Regions from separate parts of the Rattus norvegicus genome. Here region 2 is linked to region 1. A link is a contact called in public Hi-C data. All regions are on one chromosome and are shown on one strand. The core of a region is the stretch at or near the end of the contact, and the rest is flanking DNA. Distances in the headings are between cores, read along the strand shown.

What was found. A called contact is a pair of places that touch in the nucleus more often than the background predicts.
Region 2: a contact with region 1 is called in a Hi-C map of the A7r5 cell line, with 4 times the contacts expected there. The contact joins the enhancer-like site here to the promoter of Ube2e2 in region 1. A contact is called at or near these places in 3 of 12 Hi-C or Micro-C datasets (the A7r5 cell line, frontal cortex and hepatocytes).

The regions. Positions count from the first base shown.
Region 1 is chr15:9,407,748-9,415,592 of GRCr8, reverse strand. It overlaps Ube2e2 (ubiquitin-conjugating enzyme E2E 2), which reads right to left and starts at 3,973. Exons shown (of 6, transcript NM_001399661.1): 1 at 3,864-3,973. It overlaps LOC120096910 (a long non-coding RNA gene), which reads left to right and starts at 4,581. Exons shown (of 4, transcript XR_010058091.1): 1 at 4,581-6,344.
Region 2 is chr15:9,724,168-9,732,012 of GRCr8, reverse strand. LOC120096911 (a long non-coding RNA gene) reads right to left here. Exons shown (of 2, transcript XR_005493832.2): 1 at 5,826-7,845; 2 at 1-1,942. Among named protein-coding and RNA genes, the nearest start is that of Trnas-aga36, 88 kb to the left of the region's middle. Within about 2 kb of position 5,217, at least 14 of the 93 cell types and tissues checked have an H3K27ac peak or open chromatin away from gene starts, as enhancers often do. A contact at or near this core is called in the A7r5 cell line, where this site is marked.

The DNA of each region.
Region 1 (7,845 bases), core at 2,724-5,223:
TGCTGAGGGAAAAGGATAGAGCCCTTCTCATTTCAGCACAATCAGCCCCAGTTTGATCCTTACTATCCCACCCTGTGTGACTTAACAAGCTGACAGACCTAGAACTGAACTGACAGAAGGTCATGCTCAGACGCTACAGGGCCTCGAGCCACCAGCGATCACTTTGGGTATCGGATACCTAGAGCTCAGACAGGTCTTTGAAAAATGAGACTGCCTATGACTAGAGCCATCACCACCACCACCGCCATCATCCTCATCAAGAGCAAAACACCCCGCACACACATACATGGGAGAGGGAGGGAGGGAGGGAGGGAGGGAGGGAGGGAGGGAGAGAGAGAGAGAGAGAGAGAGAGAGAGAGAGAGAGAGGAGGGGGGAGAGGGAGAGAGAGAGGGAGAGGGAGAGAGAGAGAGAGAGAAGAGGGAGAGGGAGAGAGAGAGAGAGAGAGAAGAGGGAGAGGGAGAGAGAGAGAGAGAGAGGAGGAGAGGGAGAGAGAAAGAAGGGAAGGAGAGGGAGAGGAAGAGGGAGAGAGGGAGAAAGAAGGGAAGGAGAGGGAGAGGAAGAGGGAGAGAGGGAGTTTTATCCAAAGTCCTCTTGAAAAGGACCCTTTTTGGTTACCCTTAAATTGAGACTTTGAAATAAACGCTGTTGACATGGTCAAGAGGAAGCTTCAATGCACACAGAAACATTTCACTTCAAACACAATTTATTACCTATCATTACCTAGTTCAAAGACATGACCTAATAACCCTGATCAGCTTTCATCATCATTGGTTCAACCTGGAGTTGGTTCAAAACCATGGTAGCTCTTCTAAATGCAGGCCTTCAACAGACCGGAAGTTTTATACGACAAACTTATAAAACAGATACGTACAGCAAAGGCCTGGGAGAATCGGGAAGCACAGTGATGATGACGCGTCCAAAGACACTACATGTGACGTCACCACCCTCATCCTAGTCCCTTTGTTCATAACAAACAGTAAGGCTGTTTGAATAGCTGTCAAACACTCACAAGACATCCGGCCTGTGCTCCCACCTCTCCTGTAAATGGAGGGCATCATTCTCCATGGCTAAGACACCTTTTATGAGCAATAAAGTCACTTAATAGAACACTGAAATTTTATGTCAGTTATGTTTCCCGTCTAGCTCAAAAAGTCTGAGCATATTTCTTAGGGTTTCTTATTTGACTTTAACCTTCTCATTACTTGGGTTTAATATTTGTACTCTTTCTCAGCTTGCTTCTTTGAGCTAAAATATACCTAAAGTTAAAAGCCTTGTAAGTAGGTACCCTATAGCTTGCTGGATAAGCAGGTGTATAGGGAAACAGAAAGAAGCATTCTTAGGATTAGATGCTCTCAGGGGCAGGACACCGTGGGCACTCTTAAGAGATGTGAAATCAGTGAGAAACTGTTCTATGTATCTGAAACCTGAGGCAATCCATCACACGGCAGACACCAGAACTGCAGGAAAGTGGCTCCCTTACACTGCGGCCACGGCTATGACTGCTGTGTGCTGAGTCAGTCGTGAAGTGCGCACTCGTTTCGATACTCTTTATGTGCACACCTGATAATGTGTAAACTCTACAGTTACTGAATAGGCCACTCTGTGATGTAGTGGGCTACAACCTGAAACTGAAACATCCATGACTACAGCAGAAGACCAGAAGAGTAAAGGACTAAAACTACTACTGAAGGTCTGGGGGATGGGGCTCAGTTCCAGAGCGCCTGCCAAGCATGTATGTTAAGGCCTGGGTTCCATACAGAACACTTCCCCAGAATCTTCTGAAATGGCTAAACAGAAGCATCGCTTCTATAGTTTTACAGCTTAAAAAAGTCGTTTCTACTTTTCATCTAAGATACCTTATCTGACCCAAAGTTTTACCTACTAATGACAGATCCTCCTGAGGCCACTGATAAGCACTACAAAAACCATTCAGAAACAAAGGCTCTGTATCCCATTTTCAAATGTCAAAAGTTAAGAGACTCTCTGCTGGATTACAGAAAAAAAGGGGACAACGTGATCGTGTACTCTGGGACAATTAATTCATATGAGAGGAGACCCTCTATAGATAATTCAAATTAACTCTGTGTCAAATTGGTGTCTCGTCTCTCTAAAGTATAAATGAGTAGGCTCCTGCATTAAAACTTCCACATATTATCTTTACTAGCATTTTAAAATTAATTCCTAAAGAGCTAATTCCCTAATCTAGAAGGAAGCTAGGTTCCAGGGATCTCACTAAACACAAATGCATCCTCCAACGACAGTTTCAAAGAACTTAAGGCACCTCAAGTGGTATTTTTACTTCAGATTCAGAGCAAACCGTAGTCCCTAACTAAACATAAATGCATTACATTTAAGAATTGAAACACTCATTTTCTAAGCTTTGTTGACTATACGCTCTGTGATGTCATGGGGTTCTGGAAATTCCCTGCCAGCACATAGAGAGTGAAAGTAGCCTGTTTCAGAAAAACTAAAGGATCTGGCTGCAAATCCCAGCGAGGAAAGCAACAGTACTGCAGTCCACATTACTATCCAAATCACCAAATATCAAGATTTTCAAAAGCTCAGGAAAGCAAGAATTCATTTGTGCTGCTCCGACAGGAAAATGTGAACTTGTCGTTGACGTCCCGGTTTCTCTACTTGGGATTTCTGAACTTTTCCAAAACGTGAAATGTTGTATGTTATGTGCCGATCATGTAGCGCTACCCAGCTTTCCAAGTGACTGAAAAGATATTTATTCGAAAAATAAAAGTGGAGCACCTGACTGGGGGAAGTGCTGTGCCCTAGGGGAAAGAGCTCAAGGTACGGCATATGAAAACACTCCATCTTCATCGCACACAAACGAAACTGCAAAGCGCCCAGGAGCATCCTGACTGCCTGAGTAAAGACAAATATTTAGATTCCCAAGACTCGGACTTGGTTATCGCATCTCTAGAGCGTGTTTTTCAAAATGCAAGGATTTAAAACTAAGACGAGCTCTTAAAAATCTTTCTGAACAGTAAGGCAATCAGAGGCAAGTCCTAGCAAATTCTTTTGTACTTTAAAATGGAAATACTCGAGTAGACCCTCAAAATGACACAATGCAGGGTTGGACGATAAGAGTCTTGCAAACCAGCAAATGGGTCCAAGAGCTGCCACCAAGCCCAGGGTGATGATGTCTCTCTAATGCGGCCTTAATTTCCTTTAGGGAAGATGGATGGGGCATTTCTGGTTAGTCGTGGGAAAAGACGCAAGAAGCCAGGCTTTATGTTCATTAGAATTGGAAAAAGGCAAATGGATCAAAACATTAGGAGCAAAGAAGGGGGTGGGTGGGGGTGGGGGGACAGAGGGAATCCAGTTTCCAATCAGGCCAGTGGGGGCTGCAGAGAAGCCAGAGGAAAACCGGCTTCGGAGCCAAACTGTGCCAAGCACCAGGCATTACAAAAGACCAGTGTGACGCCCCCCACCCCGGGGCATCACGCACACACTCAGCCGGTATTCCCGGGCGGGCCCTCGCCCGCTTGGACACCTCGTGTAGCAATTATGCAATTAGGGAAGAGCTCGGGACAGCCGGGCACTTTGCACCGCGACATCCATCCTGGACTTTGCGGAGACTTAGTTCCTGGCTGCGGTGGGCGCGGGAGGGGAGAGGACAGGTCCTCGAAGGCGAAGGAGGGCCACACTCTGCGGGAGGGGGGAGGGGCGCGCGGGCCCCAGCGGGCACGCGCAGGGCCAGGGAGGCCTGCGGGGCCGCGGGCGCGCGCCCGAGCCGAGGCCGCGGCGGGGGCGGGGATCTCGCCGGTCTGCCCCTCGCCGCGTGGGGTCCCCGCGCGCCCTACGCCGGGGCTCCGGCCGCGGCCACGCCCGCCCGCCCGCGCCTACTCACCTCGCGGCGCCGCCCGCGCTCCAGCCGCGGCTCGGACGCCGAGTCCGGGAGTGAAGCCGCCGCCTCCGCGAGCCGCCGCTGCCGCCGCCGCCCGCCGTCCGCGCGCGCCCCCTCCCAAGCGCGCACTCGCCCTGCCTGCCCCGAGAGCCCGCGACAGCGCGAGCCCCACGTCGGCCTCGCGGTGCCGCGCCCGCGAGCCCGCGACGCGCTTTGGCCCCGCCCCCGCCGGCGCGTGCCCGCGCGCGGGGGGGACCAGTAAGGTGCGCGCGCAAAAGTAAAGTGACAGCTGAGTCCTGGGCCCGGTAAAGGCGGGTTAGGGCGAAGGGAAATGGAGGAGGGAAATCGAGGCTCGACGGCGGCGCGAAGGGAGGGACGCGAGGACCTTGACGAGCGCGCGCAGTAAAGGGACACGCATTAAAGGGACACGCGGGCTAAGGGGTGGGGGTGCGTTTCAGGAGGGTGCAGTGCGGCGGAGTTGGATGAAGGGTAGGGAGACCCCCTCCCCCCCGACCCACACACACCATGCACCCACCAGCTTGTGCTCGTGCAGGACCCACCTGCCCCGCGGTTGGGAAACTTCGCGTGGGCCCGGATGAAGCCTCGCTTTACCCCATAACTGCTGCAGGAAAGGTCCTGCTGAGCCTAGTTCTGTCCAGGAATGCTGGCTGCCACCCTGGGAGGCTGCGGAGGGCGGGGCGGGGCGGGGCGAAGGGTGCAGCACTATCAGAGTGAGTGGGAGGCTGCCACTGAAAGACCCGCGTGGGACAGTAGCTGTGCTGTGAGTGGCCTGAGGAATATCAGGTTTCCCAGTCATTGTAGCCCAAAATAGGCACTGAAGAAAAAATTGCACATTCTGGGTTAACTCAGCACCCATGAACTCACCTCATCACCACCACCACCACCACCACCACCCACACACACACACACACACACACACACACACACACACACACACACACACACGGCCCTCCAGCCTATCATAACAGCTAAGATCTAAGACTACTCTTAACTTCTGTGAGGATTCTTGGGAGCGGTTGAGCCCATGCAGTAGTTCTGCCCAACAGAAAGGGCTGGGACCTCCATTCTCACGGATGAGAGGGGAAGACCCATTACGCTCCAAGACACTTGAACAGTGATAGCCAATACATAGGAAACCATGGGGAACCCAGCCTAACAGCCTAACACCTAACAGGTGGCCATAGGCCACCATGAGAATGTGAAGCCCTGAGTCAATCAAGAACTAGTGAAAAAAGACGCCAGAGACTAGAGCAATACAAGACCCAGAACCGGCTTCTGGAACAGAAAATGCTTCCACGAGATGCATTCTTCAAGAGTTGGCTTTTAACTAATTAAGTCACTGAAAACTGCCCCAAGCAGCTAATGGTGTCTAGCCTGGAACTCACCACTGAGGAAAAATAACAGCACCTTTGTCCTTAGGAATGTCAGCTCAAGAATGTTTGGGAGGGAGGGTTGGAAATGGTGAAACCTGGTTTTCTGGTTTGTGTGGCCACGTACAGCTGTCTCATGGTGTATTAGGAGAATACTAATACATGTACTAGTACAGTGTGTTAGTAGAAATGCATCATGTTTAAATATTATCAAATACAGTATTTCACAGACAGTCTTAAGTGTCTATATAAATTATCTTCCCTCATGGAATCTTTGCACGTTCTCGGTTTGCAAATATCCTGATCGTTTCAAGAGTACAGACATAGGGAAGACTTGGTTGTGTTTTGAAACTCTTTAAAAATTGTTTTGTTTTGATGCTGGGATTGGACCCAGGGCTTCAACAGGCTAAGCAGGCACAGGAGTTCTGCCACTGAACTCTACCCTGTGCCCCTGGTAGCCTACGCTTCTGTGTGTGCTGTTGGCTTACAGTGAATGTTTCATGAGGAAGCGTGCTTCTGCCCCAGCCGCTGTCAAGTCGTTTTGTAGTTCCGTCACTGGCAGTGGGGCCTGGGGATGCAGTGATGTCAGTTTCCACTCAGGGGATAGGATTGAAGAACTTCGCTGCATTTGTTGATCTGCAGATGTTTTAGCTGATATTTTACAAAATTCAAAACGGGACTATAAGTCCTATTCACCCTTATCATTCATCCTAGGAATACCTAACTATCATGGGCCAGGCGCTTGTTTACTGAGTATAGGTAGGAATATGACTGTGAAAGAAAACGAATGCTGGTCCTCACAGGACTTCCTGCTCCTTACCCTTGTCAGTTTCACCCTCTACATTCAACCATTAGTGAATTCCGCTGATCTTGTTGTCTAAAATGTCTGCTGATCATTACTCCAGAAAGCCACGACCCCAGGCTTATGACAGTGAGTATCTATCACAAAATGTGACATTTCTAACACAACAGCTATGCCCCAAGACCTCAGTGTGGAAGTCTAAGGAAGCCTAAGGAAGGTGAGGAGGCCGAAGAAAGCATTTAGGAGCCAGAAGACGTGGAGGACTGCAGCAAAACAATGTCTCGGGGCATGGTAGGGATGATTTACCTATAGACTCAAAAGTGTGGCTGCCTGCATAGAACCGAATGGATCAAAATGCCGATATAGATGTGGGGGGATGGGGGAGGACTCAGAAGCTCCACCTCCAGGTGCAGAGCTACAGGAATTGAAGGCCTTCTAAGGTTGCCCAAACCCAAGTGGTCAGTTCTACATGTGTATACATACATGACCGACTCTACCTGCAGTCAATAGTGTACCTTTGTGCCTCTGAGTTACAGAAGGGGAGGGCATAAACTTGGGATTTGAGACAAGGATCTGGGTGGAGATGGGAGGATTTAGAGAAGGGCAGGAAGTAGGATGTGATGAAAATGCATTGACCTCATACAGGAAGTTCTCAAAGCAAAGCCCCCAAGAAATGTCTGCTGTCATATCTGTCTTCTCATCCCCGCTTACTGCTAATTCCCTCGTCGGGGTGACAGTGGAGTCAGTGGAAGGTCCTGACTGTTCTTCACACACACACACACACACACACACACACACACACACACACACACACACAGACAGAGAGACAGAGACAGACAGAGACAGAGAGACAGAGACAGAGAGACAGAGAGACAGAGACAGAGAGACAGAAACAGAAAGATGGAGAGATGTGAGTTTCTAAAACAGAGTGGCAGGACAGGCTTGTTGTCTCAATACTCAGAAAACAAGGGCAGGAAGATTCCAAACTGAAGGCTTCTCTGGGGAAAAAAACAAAACACTAAAACACAGGTTACGTTTTGTCTCTCCTCCTCTCAAAAAATGTCAGTGGTTTTGCATCCTGCAGCAAGAGTAGTGTTCTCCTAATAGCTACACTCCCTCCTCCTCCTCCTCCCCTTCCTCCTCCTCCCCCTTCCCTTCCTCCTCCTCCCCTTCCTCCTCCTCCTTCCCTTCCTCCTCCTCCCCTTCCTCCTCCTCTTCCCCTTTCTCCTCTTCTTCTACCTCTTCCTCTTCCTCTTCCCCCTCCTCTTTATCCTCCTTCTCCTCCTACTCCTTCTACTTCTGCTCTTGCTCTTCCTCCTCCTCCGCTGTCTTTTGCCCCTAACAGGACTTCCAGACTTTTATACTCATTCTTGCTTATTCCTAGAACATTCTCCCTCCGGCAGAACTTTCTTTTCTTCTCTGCTTTATTTTGCTTATCGTGATCACATGGCATAATTTTACTTGTTTTGGTCTCCTGATCTTTCCCACCCTGCTCTCACCTGTTAGTAAGCACCTTTCGAGAAAGATTTTGTTGACTGGGCTCACTGCTGTGTACATTCAGTAAGCACTGCTTAAGTGAGGGAAATTCAAAGCTTTCTGTTGTGATACCTTCTGTAATAATAAACAGTGCTCACAGTGTTTTTAATTTGTGCAAGACAAAGCTCTAAGCGCTTTGCCTGTACCAGGTCACAACCCTGCGTGGCTTGGTTTCATTTGACCAGCCCTGCCGTCCAGAAGAAAAATAGAGATGCCGAGATGCCAGTTATGTAGCGACTTGCCCACAGTCAGCATC
Region 2 (7,845 bases), core at 3,968-6,467, 320 kb before region 1:
GGAAATCCACGAATTAGCTCTTCCAGGGTATGGAGGCAACAGTCTGTGTCCCAGGCACAGCATGTCTCCTCCGTCCTCCTGCTTTCTTGAAAGGGCAGTGCACCTGGCTGGGGCAGCTAGGATGTTTTCAGTGTAGCAGAAACACCAATACCGCCTGCAGGATGGTTTATCGGATAAGTTCACTTGCTGCTCTTGCAGAGGGCCTGGGTTCTGTTAGTTCTCAGCATACATATGGGCTCACAGCCCTTCATAGTTCCAGATTCAGGGGATCCAAAGCTCTTTGGCCTTCTTGTGGGTACCAAGCACACACATGGTACACTACATACATGCAGTAGTGAAGCAGGGGCTGGTATATCTGGGCATTTGCACATTTGTAGACTTGGGGCAGTTCATCTAGCGTCCTGGCAATGTTTTCTAGGATCGCATTCTGACTGTAGGCTGCAGCCCAGAGAGTCAGCTTCCTTACAGAGTCACCCTTCAGGGTCACAGGATGGCAGTGGGAAACAATCAGCATTGCTGACTTTCTTGTTCACATCTGCTGAAGGTAGAAACGAGTCACTCCCAGGGTTTCTCTCTAACCAAAGACGAGAATTTCCCAGAAGCCCCAGCAACCTTCCCTTTGAATCTCAGTGAGCCAGCTCACAGCCTGTTTTCACACCAGTGACTGCCAAGAGAATGAGATCACCTTCATTGTTCAGCCTCATCAGGACCACCCAAGACACTCCCCCAAACACCTGCCACAACTGTGGCTGCCACAAGGGGGAGGAGTAGAGCAGGAACGGACAGACCAACCTAAGTGCTTAAACTAGCACCCACCTTGTACACAGGGTCCTGGGGAAGGAACACATCACTCAGGGGAGTGTAAATCCACATTCCTGGGTCAGGGCCATTCATATCCGGCCCAAATAAACTCCATTTAAAGAGTTCTTTTAAAAACAAAATGTGGGGCTAGCGAGATAGCACAGTTGATTAGAGTGGTGACTGGCTTTGCAGAAGACCTGGGTTTGGTTGCCAAGCAATGCTGAGCAGCTCACAGCCACCCATAAACAGCTGTAACTGCGATCGAGGGGATCTGACACACTCTTCTTGCCTCTTCAGGCACCTGCACTCAAACACACACGCACGCGTGCACACGTGCACGTGCGCACGTGCGCGCGCACGCACACACAAGCACACACAAAATAAATGTACTGGCACAGTGGGCAAACAACTTGAGTCTCTTTCCTTCCAAGTCCATAGTTTTAGCTCTTCCTGGAAAATATAAATACACTCATGAGAGGGGAAGTGTAAACTCTCTAACTTGTGTGGTATGCTGTACCAAGATGACCTAGAGGAAGCTTTCTAGAGACTTCCACGCTGCACGTCCAGAGATCCTGTTAAAGCATAGCATATGAAGACAGGTTTAGCTGTTCAGTGTAGCATCTCTGTGGGCTGGAGACACCCACTAGCCTTCTTCAGGGCTCAGTGGTAGCATCAGGTGGTGTACCGGTGTTACGCCCAACTCAACACCTTTCCTGGTTCCTTCTCCCTAAGCCACTTTCCGGCACGACCAAGTTCTGGTGAGTGAGACATGAGAAATGATTTCCGAGAGGCTTCTGAAAGGTCTGTTGTCTGATGGACATGACCACTCTACTTTTCTCCCCGTGGCAGGAGATATAATGGCTAGGGTGGCTCCTGGGCCTTGGAAGCATGTGGAAAGTGGGTGACCCTGGCCTTGGGGCCACTAAACACATACCTAATGAGGACCCATTCCATCGCTATGGAAGGTCGAACCTGACCGTGGTTCATCCCTCGTGATGCCATCCGGAGCACTGCTGGGGTCCACTCCTGGAAGACTCATAGCATACTGATGCCGACGCTGATGCCTAGCTCCCTCCGCTGCAGGCCCCTTCCTTGTGATGGGAAACCCTGTCAGCTCTGGCCCTGTTCCGGAGTCCATGGCCTGATCAGGAAGGCAGAGAGAGTGAAGTCTGTTGGTATTCTGCCTAAGCTCCGCCCTCACAGCTACCTGGGAACAGCCAGGTATGCTCCGCCCCACAGTTGCCTGGCAACAGCCAGCTGTGCCTGACACTATAAAAGGGGCTGCTTGCCCTCTCTTACCCTCTTACTTCTCTCTTGCTCTTTGTTCTTCGATGCTCTTGCCCCCTTCCCCACTCCACAGGCCCATGGCCGGCCGCCTTTCCGCTCTTCTACTCTTCTCTCATTAAATCTCTCCACGTAGAACCATGGTGGCTGGGTGTGTTCTGTCCAGGCACCGGCTGAGATTTGAAACCCTAACCAGGTCTACCCCCCAACCCCGAACCCCAGACCTTCCACTGCTCCCTCTTCTAGCATCATGTCTGCAGGCTACCCCCGTTGTCCCTTTCTAGAGCCTACAAGCAAGCTGACAGCAAAGTGCACGTCTCATCTTGTCCTGTCATCTGCATTTTTGAGACACCTGAATCCATCCCGCCATGTGGGTTGCCAGTTTCTGTTATTTGAAATCAGTTTCTCTCCCAACAGACACGGTCCCTGACCTCCTATCTATACACTAGAAAAGCTTTGAGAAAGGGAGTTATTAGTTGCGATTTCAAAGTCTAAAACCATATATTCACTCATTTTTTGTTGTTGTTTGAACCTCTATTTAAAAAATAGATATAAGTTAGTTAGGGTATAGAGCATACACCTTTTTTTCTGGGGGAAAAAAAAGATCTGGAGCCAAAGAAGCTAGCCCACGAGTGTCCTTTCCGATTTTGGTGGACCCTTACACATGCAAGGCAAGCATTCCACCAATTACTTGCCTGGAAAAAACCTGCCTCCTACTGAATTGACTGTGCCTGCCTGAAACAGCTGAAGGACCTTGGCGTCTTCCACAGCGTTCCCTACCCCATTCAGGGCAGAGCCTTACAGCTCAGCAGCTGAGTAAGCTCTGAGAGGGGCTACCCTGCCCCAGGAAGTAGGGCCTTTTAAAGACTCAGCCCTACCTTGCAGAGAAACCTTTGCCAACAGGGCTCAGCCATGGAGCTCCTCTCCCTCCCCAGAGAAGAGGACAGAGAAGAGGACACTTGTCTTTAGAGTCAGACTCGAATAAATACTGTCCGATGTAGGATACGGGAGTCCGCACTGCCGACAGCAAACTCCCTGAAGAGGCCAAGTAGCACAGAGGCACTGGTGAGCTGAGCACAGCCTCTTCCTTCACCCCAGGCCTCTGCTGGGCTATTTCGTCCTTCTTGTCCTCAAGTCCCGTTGTCCTGACTCACTCTGCTAATCTTACACTGATCTTCAGGTGTTTTTGAGAACCACGGGAAATCCTTTCTGGAACAGGGTGGGGCTTGCGTAACTAAATGCATAAGCAATTCTTGTTAATACACGAATGCCTTTAAGCCTGCAAGGCTCAGGTTGCCTGGGTTCAGTAGTCAGTGCTGCTCTTTGCTGCCCTGTGACTGGGTGTAAATGTGAGCCCTAGTTTCCTGATCTGTAAGTGCCCTGGTATATATAGAGGTGACAGTTTGGGGAGGTAACTACACACACACACACACACACACACACACACACACACACACACCTCAGCATAGTGAGGCCTCTATAAATGCTCCCCTTAAAATTCTATGACTGCAGGCAGACAGCAGTGCCTAGCCCTGCCTGGTGGATTCCTGTCTTCAATAGAACAAGGCAGGACTTCCAGAAGGTGGCAGACGGATGACAGATGATCAGTATTACCACATCCTTGATAGATATTGCACTAGCTGGCCAGAGGGAAAAAAGCAGGCCCCAGAGAGGATGCCTGCAGGAAATCAGGGGCAAAGTGGATCAAGGGTATTGATCCAGGAAGGCATAGAAAGTGAGGGTGAGGTCTCCTCCCCTCCCCTGCCCCACCTCCAGAACATCAGAAGAGCAGTGTGTGTGTGTGTGTGTGTGTGTGTGTGTGTGTTGCTTGTGTGCATGTATGTGTATGTGCTGCTTGTGTGCATGTATGTGTGTGTGTGTGTGTGTGTGTGTGTGTGTGCAATTACAAGATAGTGATATAATTTCTTAGCGCTGCCAGCTAAAGAATTTGAGATAAGAGGAATCAAAGACTTGGGGGTATTGTTTGAAGCCTGGCCTGCCGGACACTACTAAGTTCCAGTGAAGTTTTGGTGTGAGCAACTGGCCCCAGACTTCTCTAACAGAAGCTCCTCAGGCCTAGGAAGAGACTCCAGCTTCCTCAGTCTTTTAATTCAACTGAGACTTCTCCATAAAATATGCAAAGCGCCTTGGAAGGAAAAAAAAAAGGCAAGCCAGATCTGAACAGTAATTGTTGTTGCTAATTCTGTCTCAGGCATCCTGTGTGAAGAACATGAACAACTGGGAGTGTTGTTTCTCCAAGGCCTAGAACTACAACCAAGACCCCCCTCCCCCGCCCCCCAGCAAGAGTAACAGAGGCTCTCTTGTTCGAAGTTCGAATTACAGCAAGTTTCCTTTGCACTGAAGGAGAGACTTAGCTGCCGTGTGTATCTGAGTGTTAGACATTGAGCACACACATATACTTAAAGCTATTTCCAATGTCTTCTGGAAATAGAAACAACTATAAAAAAAAAAAAAAACCAGCTTAAGATCACAAAAGCCCTTTAAAGGCTCTTTCTGGGATATTGGAAGCTTCCAGGGCTGCTGGGTATGGCTAATTATGTAACTTCTTCCACCATAAATCGCTACCAACAAAGTCAGCGGGTGAATCACACCCCTTGTATTGTAATGGCAGGATACACATGACTGTAAAGCCTTTCAACCCCTAAATTTCAAAGAGATGCTTGCGTAGGCCTTGCTTGCCTTTCTCACCTGCAGTTCATAGTGTGATGTCACGTGTTTGCATTGTACTTACAAAATGGAGAAGTCAGTCCTGGCTCCTGACCTCTGAGGAAGCTCACAGGGCTCTTCTAGTTTTTTTACAGAAGCCAAAGCTCTAGCTTAGCTTTAGAGTAGAGTCTTTGGATTTAAAAAAAAAAAAAGTTTATTTTTAGTTTATGTGTATGAGTGTTTTGCCTGGATGTGTGTTAAATGTACCATGTGCATGCAGTGCCCAAGGAGGCCAGAAAAGGGTGTGGGGTCACGTGGGACTGAAGGTGGTTGTGAGCGCCTGGTCTGGGTGTTGGGAAGCAAACTGGGATCCCGAGGAAGAGCAGCAAGTGTTCTTAGCAGCTGGACTTCTCTCCAGCCCCTGGGCGGTTGATTTGCAGTCATCGAAAACGAATCACTGTTTTCATAAAAATGTAGATGACTCATCAGACCGAGCTTGAAGCTGTCTCCAGCTTTCTTGTGGCCTTTCTTGTGCATCTGACTTCTGGGCCCAGAACCCAGGCACAAACTGGGTTCACACCCAGTTCTGGACATCTCTGAGTTAGCAGCCCCTGCACAGTCCACTTGGTGCTTCCTACCAGGTCTCCCTGTGAGCTCTGCTCACTCAGTCTTGCCTCAGGCCTTGCCACTCCAGATTAGTCTCTGCCAGTTGCCATTACGTGACACCAAGGGCCAGGGACTTTAACTTGAGAGCTTTATTCACCATCCTGGAGGCTGCCAGTCCAAGGCACCTCGATGGGCTAGTTTCCTCCAAGCTCACTGACCTTGCTTCCCAGATGGCTGCTCTCAGGCTGCCTAGTCCTGGGGCCATCTCTCTGTCCTCATCCCATTTTCTTATTAGGACCCCAGTCAGATTGGGCTAGGCCCCACCCCAACAACCTCGTTTTAACTTAATTACCTCTTTAAAGCCTCATCTCCGGGACACAGTTACAGCCTGTCGTTCTGCAGACTAGGATGTCAGTGTATAGGTTTTGAGGGAGACGTGGGTCAGCCTCCCCCATCAGCAAACTCACCTAGTCTCTCCCCAGTTCCTCTCAGGGGAGTACAGTCTTTCCTTTGGATTTTCGAGAGACGAATGCTTCCTGAAGTTTTTAGACTACATCACTCCCTTCTTGAACTTGGGCAAGTGAATCGGTCTCTTCAGAGATTACACCACACAGCTTCTGTCTCTGTTGGTTTTGGGCGTGAAGTTCCTACAGTCCCCAAGGCTCATGCGTTAAAGAAACAAGCCCCAGAGGGTGGCACTATTGAGCAGTGACTCAATCACAGGAGTCTCAACCGAGTACAGTGATCAATCCACTGAGGGATTCACAGACCAACTGGCTGTTAGGAAGCAGAGTCTAAATGGAGGAACTGAGTCCTTGAGGGTCTTCCTGGAAGCCCCTTCCTGTCTGCTTCCTAATTTTAATGAGGTGAGGCCAGATGAAGGCATTAGGTGGCCTGGAACTGGAGTTACAATGCATAGTTATGAGCTATCTTGATGTGGGTCCTGGGCAATGTAGTGCCCTCTCTTAGACACTGGGCCACCTCTCCAGACAAGAACCGGAGTTTACTTTTCTATCTAAAACTAGTTCCTGATACTGAACTCTAGGGGAAAAAAACAGTGAATATTTTCCTCACCTCGGTTTCCCCAGAGATTACATTTTAGCATTCTATAGTTTTCTAGAACGTTCCTGTAAACATCTGGCAGGTTGCTATAAGCATTATGAGACAGCTGCCCAGTCACCTATGGCTGAGACACGTAGGGACATGGAATGGACAAAATTATCAAAACCGTCTTCAGACTGTAGTCATATCTACATGCTACACACTTAGGTTATAGAAAAAAAAAACCTGGAAGTTCTGTGGACGGAAATTCGAAGTGCTCTGTTAGATTTATATCGATTTTTAGAAAAATTAATTCACAGCTTGGGAGACTCAGGCACAACCATGTCAGCAGAACAAGTATAGCACAGATCATTAAATACTGTGGTTTCATCAGCCTCAAAGAAGTACTTCCCAAACATTTTTAAAAACAAAACTGATATAGTAACCACTTTAAGGTAGAATTTTTTTTTTTTTAATTTTCAAACGTTTTCAAGTGTCTTTAAACTTCAAATTGCATTTGGATTGGAATTCACAATTTTTGCTGATGTGCTAGAATGTTCTAACTGATCTCTTTGTCTGAGACTCTGTGACTCAGGAAAGAAAGCATATTCTTCGGGGGACGTAAACCTGGGTGGACATGGCTGAGTAAGGAGTAAAGTGTGCTACCCTAAGCCATGGCTGCCTTGGAAAGACCGATTGAAAGACATCATCTGTTGTTTGGTTCTTATTTCTCATTTCATTCAGAACAATTGGAAAGCCGGAATAGCATGCCGTCCTGTCCTCTTGGGACCCATGTCCTCATTTGTCCAATGTCTTTCCTGCTGACTTCAACACTATATTACACCTTTGTATGAACGCAATGCCAGGCCAGATCGGTAGCAGGTAGAAGCGAGGGAGCGCATGGTGCCACTTTGAATTTTAAGAGGCAACCAGAATTTTTATTAAGAAACTGCTGGTTTTAGGTGACACCCACCAGTCATTACTTCTTCCTCTCTGCTCTTAATGACTGTCTTAGCTTTTGGTCTTCCCCAGCGGAGGGAGCCATCACTCATCAACCCAATTAACTCTCAAGATCAAAGTATGCAGGCAGAGCCAGGACTTCTGGGATGAGAAGGGAGCTTAGCAGGCTTTTCAGACACTCACAGCTAAGGAGGGGAAAATGGGAGGGGGCAGTAAAAAAAAAAAAAACCTAGAAAAATTTAAAAGGACCTACAGGAAACAGGAGCGGTCACTCAAGAAAGTCTATGAAATCTTAAAAGTGTGGGCTGTGAGCTATATCCTGCCTCATCTACTGCCTCTCTGGCTCTGTGTTATGAAGTGTTACCTTCCCTTGGCCCTCTTACCTCGCCAGCTCCCAGCCTGGTCCTGTCTTAGGAAGCTCTCTTCCAGCAATGCATCTTGGGGAGAAGGGCCCCTCTCTGCCCGCCCACCTCCCTCAGATGATAC